3 separate regions of the Mus musculus genome follow, and all the other regions are linked to region 3. The links are chromatin contacts, called in public HiChIP or PLAC-seq maps. All regions are on one chromosome and are shown on one strand. Each heading gives the region's core, a stretch centred on a gene start, on an enhancer-like site or on the middle of the called end of the contact. The rest is flanking DNA. Distances are from core to core; before and after follow the strand shown. Region 1 overlaps Iqck (IQ motif containing K). Region 2 overlaps Vps35l (VPS35 endosomal protein sorting factor like). Region 3 has its middle 13 kb from the start of Itpripl2.

Region 1 (4,189 bases), core at 947-3,446, 450 kb after region 3:
AGCCTGAGGGCCCTGTGTACCCAGAGAGCTGTGAATGCAGGACCATCACATTTATAAACCTCAGTGTCACTTTCTGATGTCAAAAAAGTTGAATAACCCTATATGGAGATGGCGGAAGATTGTACTGGGTCTGACTGGGAAGCTTGGCAAGCAGAGAGCAGAGGTGAGATGCCTGCCATCCTGCTTGGCATCCCAGTAGCTGCCCTTCTCCACTCCTCTGGAGCACTTGTCTGTAAAGGTAAAAAGTGCACGGGTCACTTTCACTGCTGTGGTTGAGTCTCTTTGGTGATAGCAACCCATGAGAATACTTGGTGGTTTGAATCTGTAGACTTGGCCTAGGGAGATGACTCAGTGGGTAAGAGCATCCTTCTAAAAGGTCCAGGAGAGAATCAGCTGCACAGAATTGCCCTCTGACCTCCACAGTGCACTGCAGTGCATGCATACACACGCGCTGTACTGTAACAACAAGAAAACAATAGTAATGTTAAAGAAGAAGTCCATAGTGCTTGACTGTTTCTCAGGAGTCTGTGTGTGAGCTGGGTGGCTACTGTGCTGGCTCCCTGTGTGCCCAGATTAGCAGGTGACTACGTACAGAGGGGAGGGCCAAGCTGCTCTTTTTCACATGTCTGGCAGGTGGCACTGGTGGTTGGCATTTCTTTTCCATGTGGCTTTTCAACATGGTGTAAGTTGAAAGAAGAGCCTCCTTAAATGTAGAAATAACATGAGGAGGCAAATCTAGAAGCTTCAAGCTTTCTTCAGCCTTAGATTATGGAGTTCTCTTAGCAGTACTTCTGCTCCCTTCTATTGGTCAGAGCAAATCATGAGGTTGGCCAGATTCACTGACAGGGGATAGACTCCCATATGTGTGTGGGGGGGGGGGGCACAGAGGTGGGGTTCCTGTAGCCAAGGATAGCCTCTGAACTTGCTACGTAGCCAAGGATGGGTTTAAACTTCTTGACCTTCCTGTCTCTACCTTCTGAGTTTGGATTACAGTATGGCAACACTCCTGGCTTATGCGGAGCTGGGGATCAAACCCAGGAATGCAGCACTTTATTTGTGCTAATCAGGCATTCTACCAGCTGAGCTGCAGCTCCAGCTCTGCATCCATCAGTTAAACTTTGAGTGACAGTGGGTTTTTCTAGACAAGAATGCACGTGACTCACCAAGGGCACAGTGTGGTGGCTCCCCACCCCGTCCCCAGAGCCTCACACATGCTGGGCAAGTGGTCTCTCCCGAGCTCTGGCTCTTGATATTTACTTACGTATTTGGAGACAGCTCAGGCTGTCCTCAAACCCACAACCCTCTGCCTCAGCTTCCCGAGTGCTTGTGTTATATATATACACCCACATCACTGCACGCGGTTCTCTGTCTTTAACCTGCATCAGGGCCCTTCCCCCAGAGTCGGGAGGGCTGAGTGGGTCCTGAGAACTTGCATTTCAAACAGGTCCTTGGGCACTAGGAGTGCTGGCAACCTGGGGAACACTCTTTGAGAACCCTGACAGAGGAATCTCTGGCTTTCAAACCTGACCGTACATTAGAACAACCCTGAAGCTGCTGCTTCAGTCAGGAGTAGAATGGCAACACCAGAGCAGGTTTTCATAGTTGCCTGGGGTTCAAATTCTGGGCTATAATACATACCAATTTCGGGGCACTATTTGCTTGACTGAGGCTCAATTTCCTCTTTGAAAAGGGTGGAAATACTGCCCACCTCAGAGATTTCTTCTGAGAATTAATAGTGTGCACATAACTCCTAAAAGAGTGCTCACAGGTCTTGTGTTAGCAAATGTCAGCTAAGTGGGGACGGGAGGGAAGGGCTCAGAACGGGCTGGCTGACAGGGTCCTTGGCAGAGCACACGGTGACGTAATTTACCCTGTAACTCACTGAGAGGTTCATCAAATACCTTAAATGCCTACGCAATCAGATTCATTCCTAATCATGAGTCTCAGTTATCAGGAGAAGCAGGATGAACTCCATCTGAACTGCCATCACTGAAATGTGGGGGAAATTCCATTTCTTTCATGTATGTGCTGTGACCTGCCCCCACCCGGCGGGGGGGGGGGGGCGCGGGGGGACGACTTCGGTACAAAACTAGGTGTGGCTTCCTGGGAGAAGGCCTTCTCAGATCCGGGCATTGCAGAGACTACCTCAGGAAAGGCAGCTGGTGCTGGTGACTCACCCAGATCCTGCTTTCCTGACCACGGGCTAACAGCCCCAGAGTGTTCCCTTGACTCACACTGGAAGGCTTTGCAGTAATCAGCATGGTGTTTGTGTAGGAACTGAAACAGCCAAGCGGTACAGATGTCCTCCGCAGGGCTTGGAGCAGTAGGCTCATTCCTAGCATTCTCCCTCGGGGAAGCAGGGTGGCCCAGGCTTCAGCTCCCTGGAATCACTTGGAGTCCTGCGGGTCTTGTTCTACCTCACTGGTGTGCATTAGAACTCCCAGGTTGGGGGGGGGGGGTCTATTTCAACAGAACCCCAGTGACATCAGGGTCATTTGTTGAGCTTAAACTTTGAGAGACAGTGAGTTTTTCTAGACAGGCATTCACGTGATTCACCAAGGGCACAGTGTCAGATGAATAGTGTGAGAGAGCTGGAAGGGGCAGCAGGAGAAGCTGGGGGCTGGAGCTGTAATGCCTACATAGGGGTCAAGGCAGAGGTTGGCAAACCATACCTGAAGGACAGTATCCAGCCACTGTCCATTCCTTGGGTTCTATTCTTTATTAAATATTTTTTGTAGCATTTGAGATTGAACCTATGGCCACATACATGTGAAACAAGGCTCCACCCTCGAGCAACAGCTCCAGGACTCCTTTTACCTTCTTATTTTGTGTCAAAGTCTCACTAAGTTGTTCACGCTGGCTTTGAACTTGTGACCCTCTTGCTTTAGTTTAGTTATTGGAATTATAGGCCTGTCCCATTCAACCTGGCTACAAAAGTTCTTTTTCCTTTTTCTTTTCTTCATATGTGTATGTGTGCATCTCTCCCTCCCTCTCCCTCTCCCTCTCCCTCCCCCTCTCCCTTCTCCTCCCCCCATCTCTCTCTCTCTCTCTCTCTCTCTCTCTCTCTCTCTCTCTCTGTTCCAAATAAAATTTTACTGGAACGTAGCCACACCTATTTAGCATATTGTCTGCAGCTGCTTTTGTGTTCTATGGCAGCATGGTATTGGTTTGAAAGAGACTCCATGGCCCACAAAAGCAACAATATTTACTATCTTGTTTATCCCAATCAAAAAAAGTTTGCTAGTTATAGACATGACCTCAGATGTGGACAAGCTTAGAGCTGGAACTAAGACATAAAAAGTCATAAACTCCTAATTTTAAAACTGAACCTCCAAAGAAGAAGGGAGTCAACAACCAGCACCAAGCAGAGCATTCGGGCCCTCAAGCATAGCAATTTGAGTTTGTGAAGTAAGTGTGTTTACAGTGATTATATAGATTTACTAGGACAAAATATAGACCACGCTGGAAGAACAAGACAGTATGAAAAACAGGGGAAATTTAGATTTGAAAAAGAACTAAGTGTGCTGATCGTAGAGGAAAGTACTCACGTGAATGGACAAGGATGACTCTGGAGGGATGCTTGCCTGGCCTGCTTGAGGCCAGAGTTCCAACCCCAGCACTGCACACACAAGGGAGAAAAAATATTTAAAAGAAAAGTGCATAAACACAAAAGCCAGAACACAAATAGGCAGTGCCCCTTGAGTTTCAGTGAACATCAGCAGTAACAGGGAGTCTGTGAAAGGCCGGCTTCCTGGACCCACCCTCTGCTGTGTGCTGACCACAGGCTTGGCTGGGTAAGGAGGTTGCTGATCCCGTGGGTCACATCTCTGATGTGTGCTAACCAACAGATAGACACAGCTGAAGGAGAAGTTAGCGAGAACCAGGTCTGTGAGAGAGGGTGAAGCTGAGGGCTAGGAGGAGGAAGAGCCGCTGAGGAACGACGAGATGAGATGGCCAGGTGTCAGTGTCCTAGCGATTGCACCGTGGCAGTGGAAGGAATAGCGGAGAAGCCAGATTTGTAAAGGGCACTGAAAGATGAACCCCGAGTGAGCTGGATAAAGGCAAGGCCATCCAAACGTTCCACAGAAAAGCCACGGACACACAATCCTCAAAGCTGCCCTGCAGCACATTCCCTACAAAGAAAAAGCCAGAGAGCAATTATAGACTTCTCATCAGCCATAGTAAATGC
Region 2 (4,307 bases), core at 273-2,772, 350 kb after region 3:
CTGAACTTGGGTCCATCTGTAAGAGCAGCCAGTGCTCTTAACTGCCAAGCCATCTCTTGGTTATTTCCAACCAGGCGTGTCTTTTAGCTGATTCAAGGTCTGATAAGTTGACAACCAAGATTAACCAATGATGTAACCCTTACATCATCTAAATGGAACCATGGTTTCAGCTTATGTATCTGGGTTGGGGGAGGTACTACTATTCAGTGCTCTGTACTCTACACTGCCAAGGCTAGGGTGTAGTGACCTTGGACCATGATGGTGACAGTGGGCACCAGCTCTTTCTCCCCTTGGCTCTGCAGGTTTGGGGGTTACTTATGTGTGTGTCCTGTCCACAAAATGAGGGTGATCTTGTGCCAGCTCCCAGTGTTCTGATGAGGACTGGGTAAGGGCACAGAGTATAGCCACCCAGGGAAGCTCTTAGGTGGCAGGATTCTTTGGAACCGGAAACAGTAGACATTGGCTCTTTGTGGTTGTGAGAGATGAGCAGTCATCCCTGGGGCCCTTTTGGGGCTAGGGGAGTCCTGTAGTAGGATTCCTGGAGGCTTCCCATAGCAGGGGTTCTCAGCCTGGTCTTGGACCTGCTTCCTGACAGCAGTTTGGATGAAGAAACGAAATGGCATCTCTGTTTTCCCAAGTGTCTGGGTCCGTTTACCTTTCACCTGATTGTGAGCTGCACACAGAGAGCCTCGGTGGTCACGGCAGCGGTTGGGGCTTTGTCACAGAGAGACGTGAACAGGCATTCTGTTACTCCGGTTCTGGTGCAGAGGCTGTTTCTTCTTCTTTTCTTTGTTGTTCCCGACCACCTGCCCCTTCTCCTCATCTCCTTCTTCTTTCCCCTCCCTTCCCATTTGTCTCATCCCATGTTTTGTGAGCAGTCTTTTGGTTTTTTGGTTTATTTTGTTTTTACTTTTGAGAGTCTCACTGTGTAAGTGAGGCCATCTGAAACTCAAGATTCTCTTACTGCAGTCCTCCCATGCCGCATGCTGCCTTCATGCAGTCCTCCCATGCGACATGCTGCCTTCCTGCAGTCCTCCCATGTGGCATGCTACTTTTTCTTCACCAACACACGCAGCACCTGCCTTGCTTGCTTCTGAAAGAGTTCAGGCTGCTGCTCTTCTCCCTTCCTTAGAAAGCACCATGGTAACTCTCCCCACAGAGCGTCCTTAGGTTTTCACAAAAGCATTGGGAAAGTAGCCGCAGAATTGCATTGCTATGACCATGTTCCCTTGAAGCCTCGGGTGTCTTCTTTGCTGATTTACAAATAACAGCCCCAGGAATCTATAGGCTTCACCTGGCAAAATTGAAACCAAAAACTGCAAAGCAAATATCAAAACAATACCCCAGAAACCCTTCCTTGAGACGGCTGTGCATCGGGGTTGCCCTGTTAAATGCACACTCCTGGAGTTCACCCTTGAATGTCTCTCTCAGGAGGTTAAAACTGGCCCATTGGAGGGCACTGCCCTCAGTGGTTCAGGAGGGGCCACTCCCAGGACTAGACCGGGAGATGTGTCATGCCAAGTTTGGGCTGTGCAATGACTCAGCACTTGCTGGGTCCCAGGTTTCTTTAGGGGTGATGAAATACTCTTCAGTCGATTGTGGCGACAGCCACACAACTCTGGATGCAGGAACAGACATTGAATTGTGTGCCCTGAATGGGCGTATTGTTCCCTGTGCGGATTATGTATCTCCATCAAGCTGAGAAAACAAAAAATGACTCAGCAGTGGGCTCTCTCTGTTCAGATTCCAAGTTCTCAGAGGGGAACCAGGAGGCCCAGCCACAGACCTGCTCTGGGGGAGGCTTTGATTGTCCTTTGTGGCAGGCAGCATCCTGGTGAGGGGTCAGGTGGCAGAGCTGCAGGGGCTCCCAGAGTCCCTTCCCTGGACACCTGCTCACCGTGCTCTGCGGTCAGTGCCTCCTGTCTGTCTGACCTGGTTATTTGTCCTATACGTAGAGCCGAGGACAAGCCCAAGTTTCTAATGAAGCACTTGATGTTGATCGTGTGGTGATTTGTCGAGGTGCCTTACCGCCTGCACACGAGCTTCCCACGTGCTGCAAGCAGCCAGGGTCTCTCTGAAGGCCTTCTCCTCAGAGTCTCAAACTTGGGTCAAGCTCTGGGGCCTTGGAGATGGTTTTGTAATTCCTCCAAGTCTTACCTGTCATCTTACAAAAGCATGGAAATGCCTACCTCGCAGGACTGCCGCCTTGCGGGTTTCATACTTAAGAACGAAAGCATGCTGTAAGCCAGAGCCTCCCTCCCTGGGGTTACACGCTGGTGACCAGAGGGCAGAACCCAGCCAGCTGCCACACTTGCTTCCTCCGGGACGATGGAAAGCGCTTGGAGTTTTCCACAAAAAAAAAAAAAAAAAAAAGCTGAAGCAAATACAGGTTTGTGGCTTCCCTTGAGGACTCAGCTCCTGCCATTCACACTGGTGTTCTACAGTCTGTTCAGATAGCTAGGGCTGGGAGCAGCTGCCCCAAGCATGCAGGGTGTGCATCCTCCATTCCAGATGCCAACCTGGCACAGAGGCATTGAGAAAGCACCTTTTGCCATGAGTAGGACTTTGTTGCTTTTCCTGGTGTCAAAGACTGCACTTTGGTGAGATCCAGGCAATGAAGATCAACTGCCATCTGAGGACTGAGGGTACATGTGGAGGTCAGAGGTCAACATCAGTATCTTCCTTGTTTTTCTTCCTTGTTGTCTCAGTTCTTGAGACAAGGTCTCTCAATGAGGCTGGAGTTCACCGGTTAGGAGAAAACGGTTGGCCAGCAAGCCCAGGGATCTATCTCTCATCCCCAGCACTGTACAGGGAGAGGTACGCATTGCTCACGGCTTTTCTGTAGATGTTGGTGATGTAACTCAGGGCCTCGTGCTTGTATAACAAACACCTTACCTACTCAGCTATCTCCCCATTTTGGTCCCAGGAGCATGCATTTATTTGGTGCTGTGCCAAAGCCCTTCATGGGCACTTACATAGCCTCTGAGAATCCTCCCTGAGCTTTGTAAGGTAGAAATTAGTGAATCTGTTTCTCTTATAGAGATACCTAGACCTGAAAAGGTTGCGCCTGGGGCTGTAGAGGTCGTTGGCAGCAGAGCAGGATTTGTCTCCTCCAGGGTCCTTCACACGTGATGTGAGCCCAGAGAGTCTGCCGTGCTCTGTTCACTCAGGACCATCAGGGCTTAGCAGCTCTTCATCCCTCCTCAGGAGAGGTAGCATTAGGACAAAGGCACCTCTCACCTGCTAGTTTACATTCTGTTTTCAGTGGCCAGCATCCAACCTCTGTCTAATATATTGAATAGAAAGTTCCAGAAATGTATATGTTTTCAACTCTGTGCCGTTCTGCATAGTGTGATGACATGTCACCCCATCTGGGATGAGAGTCTTTGTGCAATGGATCCGCCCTGTGTGTGCTGCCTGCTTTTATCACCCTCTGATCACCTGTCTGTCAGTGAGTGCACACTGCTTTTACCTCAGTGCCCAAAGCACAGGAATAGTGATGCTATTCTACCTTTTAAATGTGTGTGTGTGTGTGTGTGTGTGTGTGTGTGTGTGTGTGTGAGAGAGAGAGAGAGAGAGAGAGAGAGAGAGATCAGATGAGCCACAGTACCAGGGTTGGATTTTGCATGAAAAAGCTCCCCCTCCCTTGTCCTCCTTGTTCAGCCTGGTTCCCTCTCCTGTGACAGCTTTGCGTGTGTTTTTGTGTGTCTTGGGAGGGGGTTACTGTTCGAGAGTTTGATTTTACTACGATAGCAGCATGAAACATGAGCTCTACTCTTAAGTAAGCTTTCAGAAGGGCTGTACAGCCACTGACCTTACATAAAGTGGTGTCCAGGAGATCTTGGGTGTGTTTTCGTTTGCTTAACTGAAGTTTAGGCTTGTTGGTCCCTAACTCCCCATTCTTCTTCCCACCCTTTGTAATAGCCATTCACCACTAATTAGACAGTTTTAGATTTCTCTAAATGAACTCAGGCAGTGCTTGTACTTGTGATTAGTCTGTTTCGCTTAGCCTGAGTTCTCAGGCTTCACTCATTTTATCACGTCCTACAGACTTTACTGTTGAAGGTTCCCCACCTTCCGCTGTGTGCATAGACTTCTTTTTGCTATGCATTCATCTGCAGAAACCGTAGGTGGTTCCCACACCTTGGCCATTATGACAGTATTGCCATATCATCCAGGTAGGCTAGCATCTCCTCCAGAACCTGGATGGACACCCAGGCAGTACTGGTTGTTCATGTAGTAGCTACAGCAAGCCGAATGACTGGGGGTACTCATGGGCCCCAGAGAGGAGTTTAATTGTTCAGGGA
Region 3 (4,226 bases), core at 1,279-3,778:
CAACATCCTTTTCAGGCTTCTGTGGGCATCAGGCACGTAGGTAGTATTCAGACATACATGCAGGCCAAATACCCATATACGTAATAAAAATAAAATAAAATAAAATAAAATAAATATGCAAAACACCATTAACAGACCGAGACCTATGGTCACTTTGTCCAAAGCCAGCTACCATAGTACAAGCAAATGAGTCTGGGTGTCTACATCTACAGAGTCACTGGTGGAAGGCCACGGAGTCAACATTCAAGAGCAGAGAGTGGGTGTGTCCTGCCGAGAGTGGCTGATTCTGCTGAGATAAACCTACCAGCATGGCTGTGCTGCCATGCAGACTTTCCTGTTTTGAATTCCCAGCAGATAACCTTTCCTCTCCTTTGCAGCCCCTAGGGCATCTTCCTATAGCAGCCTCTCCATTTACCAGTCAGGTTCCAGTCCTGATACACTTTAGAACTACACGGAGCTTTAACTAGGTACTCAGGCCCAGCCCGACCAACTGGGGACGGAACTCAGGCATTGCTGTGCATTAAAGCAAAGAAAATATGATTGAGGCTGGAGATTTAGCTCTGTGGGAAAGCACTCATGTAGCAGGCAGGCCCTGGTTTGATCTCCTGAACTACAAGTTAATTAGTTTAAAAAAAGGTTGAATCTGACTAGTGTTTAAGTAGGTGCTCTGTTTCCATAACAAAATATTTGAGATGGATACTTTATAAAGAATATCAGGGGACCGGGGAGATGGCTCGGTAGGTAAAAATGCTTCTGAGCAAGCAATGAGGGCCCCAGTTCAGATGCAGTGAAAAGCTGGGCACATAGTGTAATCTCAGCACTGGAAATGGAGAGCAGGCAGCTTTCTAAAGGTCCTTGGCCCAGCAGACTAGCTGAGTAGAACTAGAGCCATAGGGTAACCTACACACGCATACACAGAGGGTTTGGGGAGAGGGAGAGAAACAGAGACAGGGAAAGACAGAGACAAAGAGAGATGTATGCACACAGATATATTTTACACATATACAAACACATACAGATATGCATACACATACAAGTACACACACATACAGAAAGTACACAGATATACAAACACACACACAGAGATATACACACACAGATATACAAACACATACAAGTACATACACATAGAGAAGATACACAGATATACATACACATACAAGTATACACACATATAAGTACCTACACATACAGAAAGTACACAGATAGATACATATACACACACATTGCTACATACTTTTGCACACACATACCCAATACATCACCACTGAATAGGCACCTATAGCCCATTCATTCCGGAGACACTGTGGAGCACCACTGTGCTGCGACTTTCCACAAAGGCTGGTCAACAGGCACCACTAACTCAGAGGCTTCTCGGCCACCCAGGAACACAGGCTGAGCTCATCTGTGATTGGCAGTTTCCTCCACATGAGGGAAGTGAACAGAGGTGCCCTGGCTTCAGATCTTATGTCATGGATAGCTATACTGCCTGGCCCAGCTTGGTCAACATGCAGAATCATGAGAGAAGCCACAATGGTGGTGGTGGTGGTGGTGGTGGTGGTGGTGGTGGTGGTGGTGTGTGTGTTTGGAGAGAGTGCATCTGAGGTCTGCCTGGGGGTCTGCCTATTCCCACCTTCCCAGAGCTGGAGTTATGAGCATGCACTGCCATTCATTGGGGCTACAGGCACTACCACACCCTGGTCTTACATGGCTCCTCAAGCCCCTTTGGCAGGCATTTTACTGACTTTGGCATCTCCCAGCCCTTACAGTGGGGCGTGAGCAGCTACATTTTAAGGTGTTTTGTTACAAGCCTATAAGTAGCAGGCACCTCACAGAACACTAGGAGGAGGAGCAAGAACCAGGCTTACTTTTCCTGTTGAGAGGCAAATAATAAATACTTTAGGTTTTGAAAATCATAGATAATAAGGTCACTTTCGGCACATTTAGTACCAAAAGCACTCACAGATGAGATGTTAGGGAATGAGTGTTTGAATAAACCTTTATTGACAGTGGCTGGCAGGCTAAGGTTTATTCTATCTAAACAGTTGTTGAATATGTGTGACATGCATGCATACACATGAGCCTGTGCGATACATCTCCATGAGAAACATATATCTGATTAGGTGTCAGTATGTCCCTGTTGGGTTCTGTAAGGAAAAGCAATGAGCTTAACCCAGGCAACATTTCAACATAGTGATCCAAGGACTTCCTGCTTCTGTAGCAAGGAGAAAAGGAGGCATCAGAGGAAGCCAAGAGAAGAGACAGCTGCTGTGTCCTTCTTGTTTGTCTCTGGATTAAGTCTGGAGGGGAAGAAGGCCAGTGGCTGGGCTACTGTAGGGCCAGCCGCCCACGCTTTCCCCCATCTGCTAAAAGAGAAATGAAATCACCCTGGGGCCAGGGGTGGGGAGAAGAAGCTGTAAAAATGAAAAGGAACCAGGGAGCTTTTAAAGAGAGACTGGGAGAGGGCTGTATGCCCCTCCTGCAGGGCGATTGTGGACACTGGACTGCAAGTTTCATTTTGATCCTCCCCCTGGGACTCTCATAGGGTAACTTCCTGCTTGAGTCATTTCTCTGGATGAGTTTAAAGAACTAGGAACACAGGAGCTACTGAGAGTTGGCTTTTTTTTTTTTAAGCGAGCCTGAGGATGTGGGTTCAAAACCTGACGTGTACTTCCTTGGGGCCTATGACTTCATTCTGCTGAGCCAAGAGCTCCTTATTGGTAAAGTGGGGTGGCTCCTAGAGCCACCTCCTGGGACAGTAGCAGTAGTGAGAACTGTGGATGTCAAATGTTTGACGCAGAGCTTTGCGCTTATGAAGCATTCCCAAGGCTGCTCCCTGAGACAGACCTTCAGTGTTCTTCTGGGATTCCAGACTTTTGAGATGTCATCCCCGACACCTCTGGGCTATGCTAGGTTCATTTATGATGTCATAGAAACCTGTTCCTTTGCCTCAAAGCATGCACCTTTATTGGCCCCGTGTCTGATAACAATCTTTCTAGCCAGCCGTGCGTAAGCTGCAGACACGGGAGGTTCTGTCTGCTAACCATTCCATCCTGTCCTCTGCACAGGGCTAATATATTTATTTGATATATTGATATTTGAGATTTACTTCTCAGCTTCCAAAGAGATCCTCTAAAGCAGCGGTTCCCAGCCTTCCTTGTGCTGTGACCCTTTAATACAGATCCTTGTGTTGTGGTGACCCCAACCATAAAATTATTTTTGCTACTACTTCATAACTGTAAATTTGCACTGTTATGAGTCATAATATAAATATTTGTTCCTCCCCCCCCCCCAGTGACCTTAGGCTACCCCTGTGAAAGGGAAGGATTGTTCGATCCATAAAGGGATTGTGACCCCCAGGTTGAGAACTGCTGGGCCAATGCAACATCCTGAGCCATCAGTTAGGTTAGGTTAGGCTAAGTTAGGCTGTGCTGTAGGGACAAGAAACCCCAATGTTTAGCTTCAGAAGCCTGACATCACAAAGGCCGACTTCTCGGCCATCTAAATATAATTCCTGTGACTTACAGGCAGTGATTATGTGTCAGTGACTCAGTTGCAATTTAAGATGCTGTTGTTGTAACTGGTCACTGTTATTGTCCCTGCAGGGCCAAGCATATGTCTCTTCTGCTCCCTGCCCATTGCATATAATTGGTTACTTGGCCCTGTGCACCTACAGGGGACTTTGAAGTAGAGGATTACTCATAGCTAGCAAGCGTGTGGAAGCGCCTCTGCTTTAGAGAGTTCAGACTCTGAGGGCAGTTTCAAGTATCTGTGAATATGCAGAGGAAGTCCCAATGCTCTCTGAAGACTTGGAAAAAACAGATCACTACTAACTAGCTGGCTTCTGAAAACCAGGTCAAATAGCACCTCGGCAGCCTTGAGTGATCAGTTCTAAGACCCACGCCAAGACCCACGCCAAGACCCACCCAAACTGCGGATGCCCACGTCTTCTGCATTCAATGGCAAGAAAAACAACAACAACTGAATGGACACTGTGACTATGCCTGTAATCCTAGCATTTGGGACACCCAGTTCTAGGTGAGCCAGAGCTACAGAGTGAGGTCCTTTCTCTCCCAAACTATGAACGTCTCCCATGTTCTTTATATCCATGTGTTCCACAGCATACATGTAGAGGTCAGAGATCAATGTTCAGAAAGCAGCCCTTTCTGGGTTGCCAGGGTCAGCTTGGCTTGGCAGTCTAAGCACCTTTATCAGGGGAGCCATCT

Evidence for each region. HiChIP or PLAC-seq counts read pairs in DNA pulled down with a chosen protein or histone mark.
Region 1: a contact with region 3 is called in a FOXA1 HiChIP or PLAC-seq map of pancreatic cancer cells. The contact joins two enhancer-like sites. A contact is called at or near these places in 1 of 484 Hi-C or Micro-C datasets (adipose-derived mesenchymal stem cells), 1 of 115 datasets of contacts at active chromatin or transcription factors (pancreatic cancer cells) and 1 of 9 other capture datasets (pancreatic islet).
Region 2: a FOXA1 HiChIP or PLAC-seq map of pancreatic cancer cells shows a contact between it and region 3. The contact joins two enhancer-like sites. A contact is called at or near these places in 1 of 39 promoter capture datasets (neural stem cells), 1 of 115 datasets of contacts at active chromatin or transcription factors (pancreatic cancer cells) and 1 of 9 other capture datasets (adipose tissue).

The regions. Positions count from the first base shown.
Region 1 is chr7:118,927,930-118,932,118 of GRCm38.p6, forward strand. The region is part of intron 7 of Iqck (IQ motif containing K); the gene reads left to right. Among named protein-coding and RNA genes, the nearest start is that of Gm39076, 55 kb to the right of the region's middle. Within about 2 kb of position 2,197, at least 188 of the 459 cell types and tissues checked have an H3K27ac peak or open chromatin away from gene starts, as enhancers often do. A contact at or near this core is called in pancreatic cancer cells, where this site is marked.
Region 2 is chr7:118,826,534-118,830,840 of GRCm38.p6, forward strand. The region is part of intron 27 of Vps35l (VPS35 endosomal protein sorting factor like); the gene reads left to right. Among named protein-coding and RNA genes, the nearest start is that of Gm26147, 3.9 kb to the right of the region's middle. Within about 2 kb of position 1,523, at least 87 of the 459 cell types and tissues checked have an H3K27ac peak or open chromatin away from gene starts, as enhancers often do. A contact at or near this core is called in neural stem cells and pancreatic cancer cells, where this site is marked.
Region 3 is chr7:118,476,738-118,480,963 of GRCm38.p6, forward strand. No RefSeq gene overlaps it. Among named protein-coding and RNA genes, the nearest start is that of Itpripl2, 13 kb to the right of the region's middle. Within about 2 kb of position 2,529, at least 101 of the 459 cell types and tissues checked have an H3K27ac peak or open chromatin away from gene starts, as enhancers often do. A contact at or near this core is called in neural stem cells and pancreatic cancer cells, where this site is marked.